2 separate regions of the Bicyclus anynana genome follow, and region 2 is linked to region 1. A link is a contact called in public Hi-C data. All regions are on one chromosome and are shown on one strand. The core of a region is the stretch at or near the end of the contact, and the rest is flanking DNA. Distances in the headings are between cores, read along the strand shown.

Region 1 (3,171 bases), core at 655-3,154:
CCCTTTTATTTCGCATCAACGCCAGCTATTATGTTCATGGCAATAAATAAAATAGTTCTTGGTATTTTGAAGTAATACTTCTTTACGCACGCTTGACTTGGGAATGAAGTTGATGAATGCGTGACGTGACGTTATGAAAGGGAAGTTGAGAGGGAGTTAAATGTAGGTTAGTGAATATAGAAAGAGATACAGTTACGTTTCATATGTTACTGTATGGGTTTGTGGACAAAGAGATTAGAGGGTAGTATTAGAAGGAAAAGGTAGGTATTAGAAGTAAAAAAAATTCATCTTCAAATGTCCTTTCGATTGCTTTTATGCCAATGCGTCAAAAATGAAGAATGTTTCTAGGTATGCAAAATTATTTGAAACTTCGTTACATTAGAGCTTTTATATGTATATACAGATACACTACTGTCTGTTTTATTTAAAAATACCAATCCTCGATAAATGGGCTTTTTAACACAATAAGAATTTTTTAATTCTAACCATTAGTTTGTATTTAAGGCAGAAGTACAAAATTAGGCGTTAAACGCGGGCTGATCTCCGCGCGCTCACTTTAAAATTCTATGTATCGGGATCTAATTAATAATTCTTTCTCGAGTATTTTTTATTTTCAACGGAGAATACAGAAAGCTAACATTTTAAAATAGTGAACATTCCAATGCTAACTGTAGCAAAGGTGAAATATAAAAATTAAACAATTTTTACTTTCTACCGTCGACATTTAATGCACTATGCCCATTACTATTACCACTACTTATGTGTTCTGTACTATTATGGAACATTTCCCCGGAATTGTTCTTGCTGTTGAATGAATTTTCAGTGGGACCAGACTCAACACGGAGAGGCTATGCTGGCTATGGTTCAATTTTCGCCCGCTTGGCTATTGCCGTACTTTTGACAACAGCCCTTACAATGAGGGAAATTCCGGGCAAATAAAATAAAATATGCAGACTCGAGTCGCTGATAGATAGTTCTTGATTAAGTATATTTTCTTGTTACAGAAAGTCATCTTTTTTTAGTTGGTGATGATCCCTGTGTATTTTCTGGAAGAAAAATTGTGCCAGTACCAGTGGGAGTTTTGTATTTTGGAACGATATTTAGAAAGTTTAATTAAAATAAATAAGCTGCCTAGATTATTTTTTTTCTTACTATTTAAATGTTTAATTTTATTTTTATGGTATAAAAATTACGGATTGCCTGAATATATGTTATGTAAAAACGAAATCGTAAATTATCATCATCATCATTATGCTCAGACCAACCATTGTATAGGACCTGCCTCACTAGATGTTACTTTTCTGTCAAAGTATATGATCAACGATCTAATGCTATTATAAAAGCTGTCTTTATTGAATCGATGTTAAATAGTTGTAATCGTGTTCGTCGGTTAAAGAGCTCCGTAAAAATACCTTTTTGTGTAGTTTAATGGTGTTAAAACGTACAAAAACTTCTAGTTTATTATAAGATATATAACAAATCTAAGCTCGTTTTCCTCAGAAAATGACAGACATTTTTTTTTGTGACTATGAGTGTGATACAGGTCCTTCTATAATTGGTCTGAATAGTAATGTGTAATGGCTGTTATAATCAACGACATTATATTATACCTACGGTACATAGACTGCATGTACGGTCCATACAAAAGGCACACAAAAGTTAAAGTAAATAAACTTACTTAAAACTTCGTTTTTGATGTGTAAAATGTATAATAATAATATAGCATTACAACTTGTAAGATAAAAATATCCAGCAGTGATTATAGTGAGTTTTGAAAAGTTTTGTTTTTTATGCTGGTGGACCGGAGGAATGCCTTGAAGTCATGGATGTACGGTGTAATACTTTTGCCTTTTCCTTAAGGGAAAGAATAAAGCTAAAAATGTCAGGCAAGTGACAGTGACAGATTTGATGTGGTGACAGATGACGGATAGTCTGTGATAAAAATTAAAATACCTTACAAAGAAACCAAGAAAGTACAAAGTTTGAGTGTTTTCTAATTTAAAATATTGTTGTTTATTTTGTAAAAGATAATATTATAGCAAAATGTCGGAAAGAAAAGTTTTAAACGTGAGTATTCATACTTTTTTCCAAACATTCATTGAATGCTTGGAATATGAATTTTAAATATGTAATTATAACCTTATCGCATTCTTCGGTTTTAGAAATACTATCCTCCGGATTTCGATCCTTCGAAAATTCCTCGTATGAAATTGGCGAAAAATCGTCAATACACAGTACGTTTGATGGCCCCATTTAACATGCGATGTGCAACTTGTGGCGAATATATTTATAAGGGGAAGAAGTTTAATGCACGAAAAGAAGATGTCGAGAATGAAGATTACCTGGGCATAAGAATATACAGATTTTACATAAAAGTAAGTTACTGGTTTTTATAGCCGTGATTGCCCAGTGGATATGCCTATACCTAGTACCTCTGCCTGCGATTCGGAGAGCTTAGTGTTAAATCCGGTCTGGGGCAAGCACCTCTAAATTTTCAGTTAGGTGCACTTTAAGAAATTAGATATCATGTAAAGGAGAAACAGAGAATTTTCTTAATTCTCTACATGTGTGAAGTCTACCAATCCCCATCGGGCCAGGGTGGTGGACTATTGGCCTAACCTCTCTCATTCTGAGAGGAGACTCCTTCTCAACAGAGCCGAACATGGGTTTTCAATGAAAAAGTAACTGTCTTGTTAATCTAGTGATTAGTCTACGTGGTTTTAGATCACAAGTTTAGAAGTCTTAACCACTCACCTTGGTTAGAATTCTTGATTATGTTCTAAAAAAATTACTTCTTTTTTTAAACAATGAAACACTTTTATCATTTCAGTGCACTCGCTGTCTGCAAGAAATATCTTTTAAGACAGATCCGAAGAATACAGATTATGAAATTGAGGCAGGTGCTACTAGAAATTTTATGGCATTAAAGTTGGCAGAGGAACAGGCTAAAAGGGAAGAAGAAGAACAAAAAGAGGAAGAGGCAAACAACCCTATGAAATTATTAGGTGCTCACTTTACTATTATACTAGCAGATCCCTCCACAGTTTCACTGTCTTAACTCCTGTTTCTGTGGGTATACAGAGATACTTTAGCCGATTTATTTATTAAGATGCCCCTGGATAGGTCTTTACTCACACTGTCATTATAGAGCACTTAAAATTATATACAAAG
Region 2 (3,536 bases), core at 687-3,186, 100 kb after region 1:
CCAAAGTTAGTCAAAATTAGAGAAAATGCACCAGAATATTAAACAAAGTTCCAACACTGCATTGCTACTGAGAATTTCATGGAAGTAAAAAAAAATCAATAGCCAAACAGAGCTCTGAGCTTCATGATCTTGTAAAACAGCTTAACTAAGGAGCCGGTTAAAAACCCTTAAAATATATGATCAAGTTTCACGTATTGTTTTTAGTCGAAAGAGTTCTACTAACACGATGTTCATCATCATCATATCAGCCGATGGACGTCCACTGCAGGACATAGACCTTTTGTAGGGACTTCCAAACATCACGATACTGAGCCACCTGCATCCAGCGAATCCCTGCGACTCGCTTGATGTCGTCAGTCCACCTGGTGGGGGGTCGGCCAACACGATGTTAATAGAGATGTATTGTCAACAGAGCTGGGAGTTGCTAGTGCTGTCGAAGCTGAAGTGGGACGTGGCGGGCGTGACGGCGCACGACTTCCTGCCTCTTCTGATGTCACGCCTGCCGCTCAGGGGCCGTGTTAACACGGAGATGATTCATCGGCACGCGCAGACTTTCATCTCCCTTGCTGCTAGAGGTAAGAACTTCATTGAGCACACTTAACAGTGTCAAAATGATCATTTTGAAGTTCGTAGCAAATACGTCAGATAGGCCTCTCCTTTAAGGTTAAGAAAGAAATAAGTGTAAAGTAGAAGTTGCTCCTGAAATTGCTTGTGATCCTGACCTTGGGAGACTTTTTACAAGCCTCCTTTGACCTATTACAAGAAGTTTGTGCTCTCGAGTACGTCAATAATTGTCTGCGGAGTAGGGATCAAACCTTGACCAATCGGATTTTAAACCGGCCTTCATTTTATCTGGGTTGTCTTCTTATTGTTACGCCACTGCCATTTGACTGTAGTTTGTCCTTGGCAGCATATTGTAGGAGTGCAAGTATGCTGGGCTGAATACTGTATTTTTACTATTTATAGAAAATTATTCTGCTTTAGAAAGGTACTTTCACAATATCGTAGTATTTTCACGAATCATATCGTTATCATTATATTGTACCTATTGATGTTTATGATAATTCAATCGTCTATAACTTAGAATGTACTTTCAAGCACTAGATAATAATATGTACTTTATATGTAGGGTGTAGAGTAGAAGGTTTATTATGTGTGTCATCGTCTTAAATTATATGCGTCTACGTACAGAGGTCATTCTCGTTTTATCTATCAAATCATAAAATTGGCTATAAAACTCAACCTTTACTTAATGAATTCCAAGTATCCCAATGTTATTTATGTCTATTAGTAATGGTTTGAGAATTAATATTAATATTTGATTTTATTCGTGAATTTGGAGACTCTGTTTTATTTCTTTGTTTGAAAATTAATATTCAGCTCTCAATCATTCATCTCTCCATTCAAACAATGTTCGGGGCGTTTTGTTGCGGTGGTAGACACAGACAGACAATTAGCATCTCAGTACCACGTCATGTCACGACTCTGTCGCACCAGTCGCTTCGAATATGCATGCCGTGTCAAGAGTCAGTGAACCTCGACACGTCTACTAGTGCGCAGTTTCTAAGGGTGAATGATGGTCCATTCATTCTCGAATATTCTATACAGTTCTGAAAGCAAGACTAGAATACTACTTGGGTAGCTTTGTATACCTTTGTATTGTGTAACCTTGGGTCCGCATCCGCTTTCTAACCTTTGAAAGCTCCAGGAAAGAAGTTACCTACCAAAGTTAGATTTCAAAGGGACACTTACGTCTTTTAGACGTTAGGATGACTAGTACCCACCACATACAGATCGCTTGTAATAAATTCCTTTCCAAGGGAGATATCGAAAGTGGGCGCAGGGCCAGTCGGGATGTGTATAGGTTTGTTTACAGAGAGGGTAGAGCGAGGGCGCGTGTGTGGTGCGCCGGCGGCGGCGCCTCCCACGCCGCTCGCCCGAGCGCATTCCAGCACGCCTCGGGACTCCCCCGCGCGCCCCGCTCCCCCGTATCCCTCATGGGATCATATGTTTTTGTGCAACGGTTTTTGTTGTTCCCCGCCGCTGTCGTGTTGTTTTTTTGGCGGTGAAGTTCACGCTACAGCTTCTTTTATTTCACTTGCTCCACAGATATCATCTCGTACTTACCGCGGAGACTAATTTTATCTCGTGTCTCTACTGTATGATTGTTTATTGTGTGTGTTTTGTTGAATAATACCTACTATTATTATAATAAGTACCCATTTACTACTATACAATTAAGTCTGACATTTTAACTTCGAATTGAAGACCAGACCAGTTGCTGAAATGATACGAGAAATTGTTAATTTGTATGTAGTTATAGCGTCGGCACAAATTGATGAGCAGGATTTATTGCAAAAATAGTACTTGCGGATCCCAATTTTCGCAAATAATGTATAGGATAATTGGTTAGAAGGTATGCGTCCTTGGGGGCACGTAAGTGGCCGCCGCCTCAAAGGGGTTTCGCTCGCGAGCACAGTTCGCGCTATCGAACGAGCCCACATTATGTATCATTATTTGAATGGCACAATTTACTGAAGCGAAATAAAACATGCAAGGTTTAATAAAATCGTAATGGTCCCTTTCAAAATGGGCATACGCTTTAGGGGTCGTTCCATTTACGCTGCAGTATGATTGATATCTCAATTTTAATAGCTAATTCAGCCTAGGGTTAATTAAATGTAGGAATGCGTTCACATACCAACGAACGAAGATAGAATGGCGTCAATTACCGACGGATATCTTATCTCTGTCGGGAGTTTTCAGAGCGGATAGAGTGCGAGTGCAGGCGACTAGAAAGGTAGGTGCGGCAGAAGTGTAGAACACCTATTTGTTCCGGCGGGCAGTACGAAGTTACGTACTCACTATCGCGGCCTCGCGAGAGCGTTCACCTTGCGAATAGACTGCGGCGCCCGCCCGCACCGGCCGTCTATTGCCCACACTTCATGTTCAAGGATAATACGGCGATTATGTCATCGCCCATGGGCGCATATGTCGCGCTTTACGACTGCGGCTTTTAAATATATACGAGCATATTGATACCCGGTACGATCGCTGAATTATTGAGTGGCTACGAAACTACATTTAAGCTAGAGCCTGGTTGCAATTTGGCTCGCTGGCAATCGAAAAAGTCTTCAGTGCAGTACATGCCTCAGGATATCGAAAAAATGAACTCTAGAAGGACACTTTATATCTTAGAAGTTAGAATCGAAAACTGGGTATTGCTTTTTACACAGTTAAGGGATATTGCATATTGAAAATGCAGATCGCTACGATGCCTGTTGGTCCTATGATAACAGACCGAAAGATTAACTTCTATAGTTCCTGAGTTTACCTTTTCTTCGAAATAAATATAGTAAACCGATAGGCAACCTTCGGCGATGTTCCTAACTTTTTTTTTATTGAGAAAGAATACAATAAGGAACTTAAGCTAACTTATCTTAAATAGGTGGCAAGGATACTGGTTGCATTTCCGCGCTGGACAGCCAGGCTGATCCTTTGAGCCAGCATTTCTGTCACCAGTCGAGGCAACTACG

The links. A called contact is a pair of places that touch in the nucleus more often than the background predicts.
Region 2: a contact with region 1 is called in a Hi-C map of whole body, with 2.7 times the contacts expected there. The contact joins the enhancer-like site here to the promoter of LOC112046039 in region 1. A contact is called at or near these places in 2 of 2 Hi-C or Micro-C datasets (whole body and whole larva).

The regions. Positions count from the first base shown.
Region 1 is chr6:12,577,219-12,580,389 of ilBicAnyn1.1, forward strand. LOC112046039 (splicing factor YJU2) reads left to right here and starts at 1,905. Exons shown (of 5, transcript XM_052882083.1): 1 at 1,905-2,067; 2 at 2,163-2,375; 3 at 2,831-3,005. The coding sequence starts at 2,044. LOC112046046 (forkhead-associated domain-containing protein 1-like) reads left to right here. Exons shown (of 16, transcript XM_052882160.1): 16 at 1,005-1,132. The coding sequence ends at 1,029.
Region 2 is chr6:12,679,350-12,682,885 of ilBicAnyn1.1, forward strand. It overlaps LOC112054501 (G1/S-specific cyclin-D3), which reads left to right. Exons shown (of 5, transcript XM_024094303.2): 3 at 413-575. Among protein-coding and RNA genes, the nearest start is that of LOC112054501, 24 kb to the left of the region's middle. Within about 2 kb of position 1,937, at least 8 of the 8 cell types and tissues checked have open chromatin away from gene starts, as enhancers often do.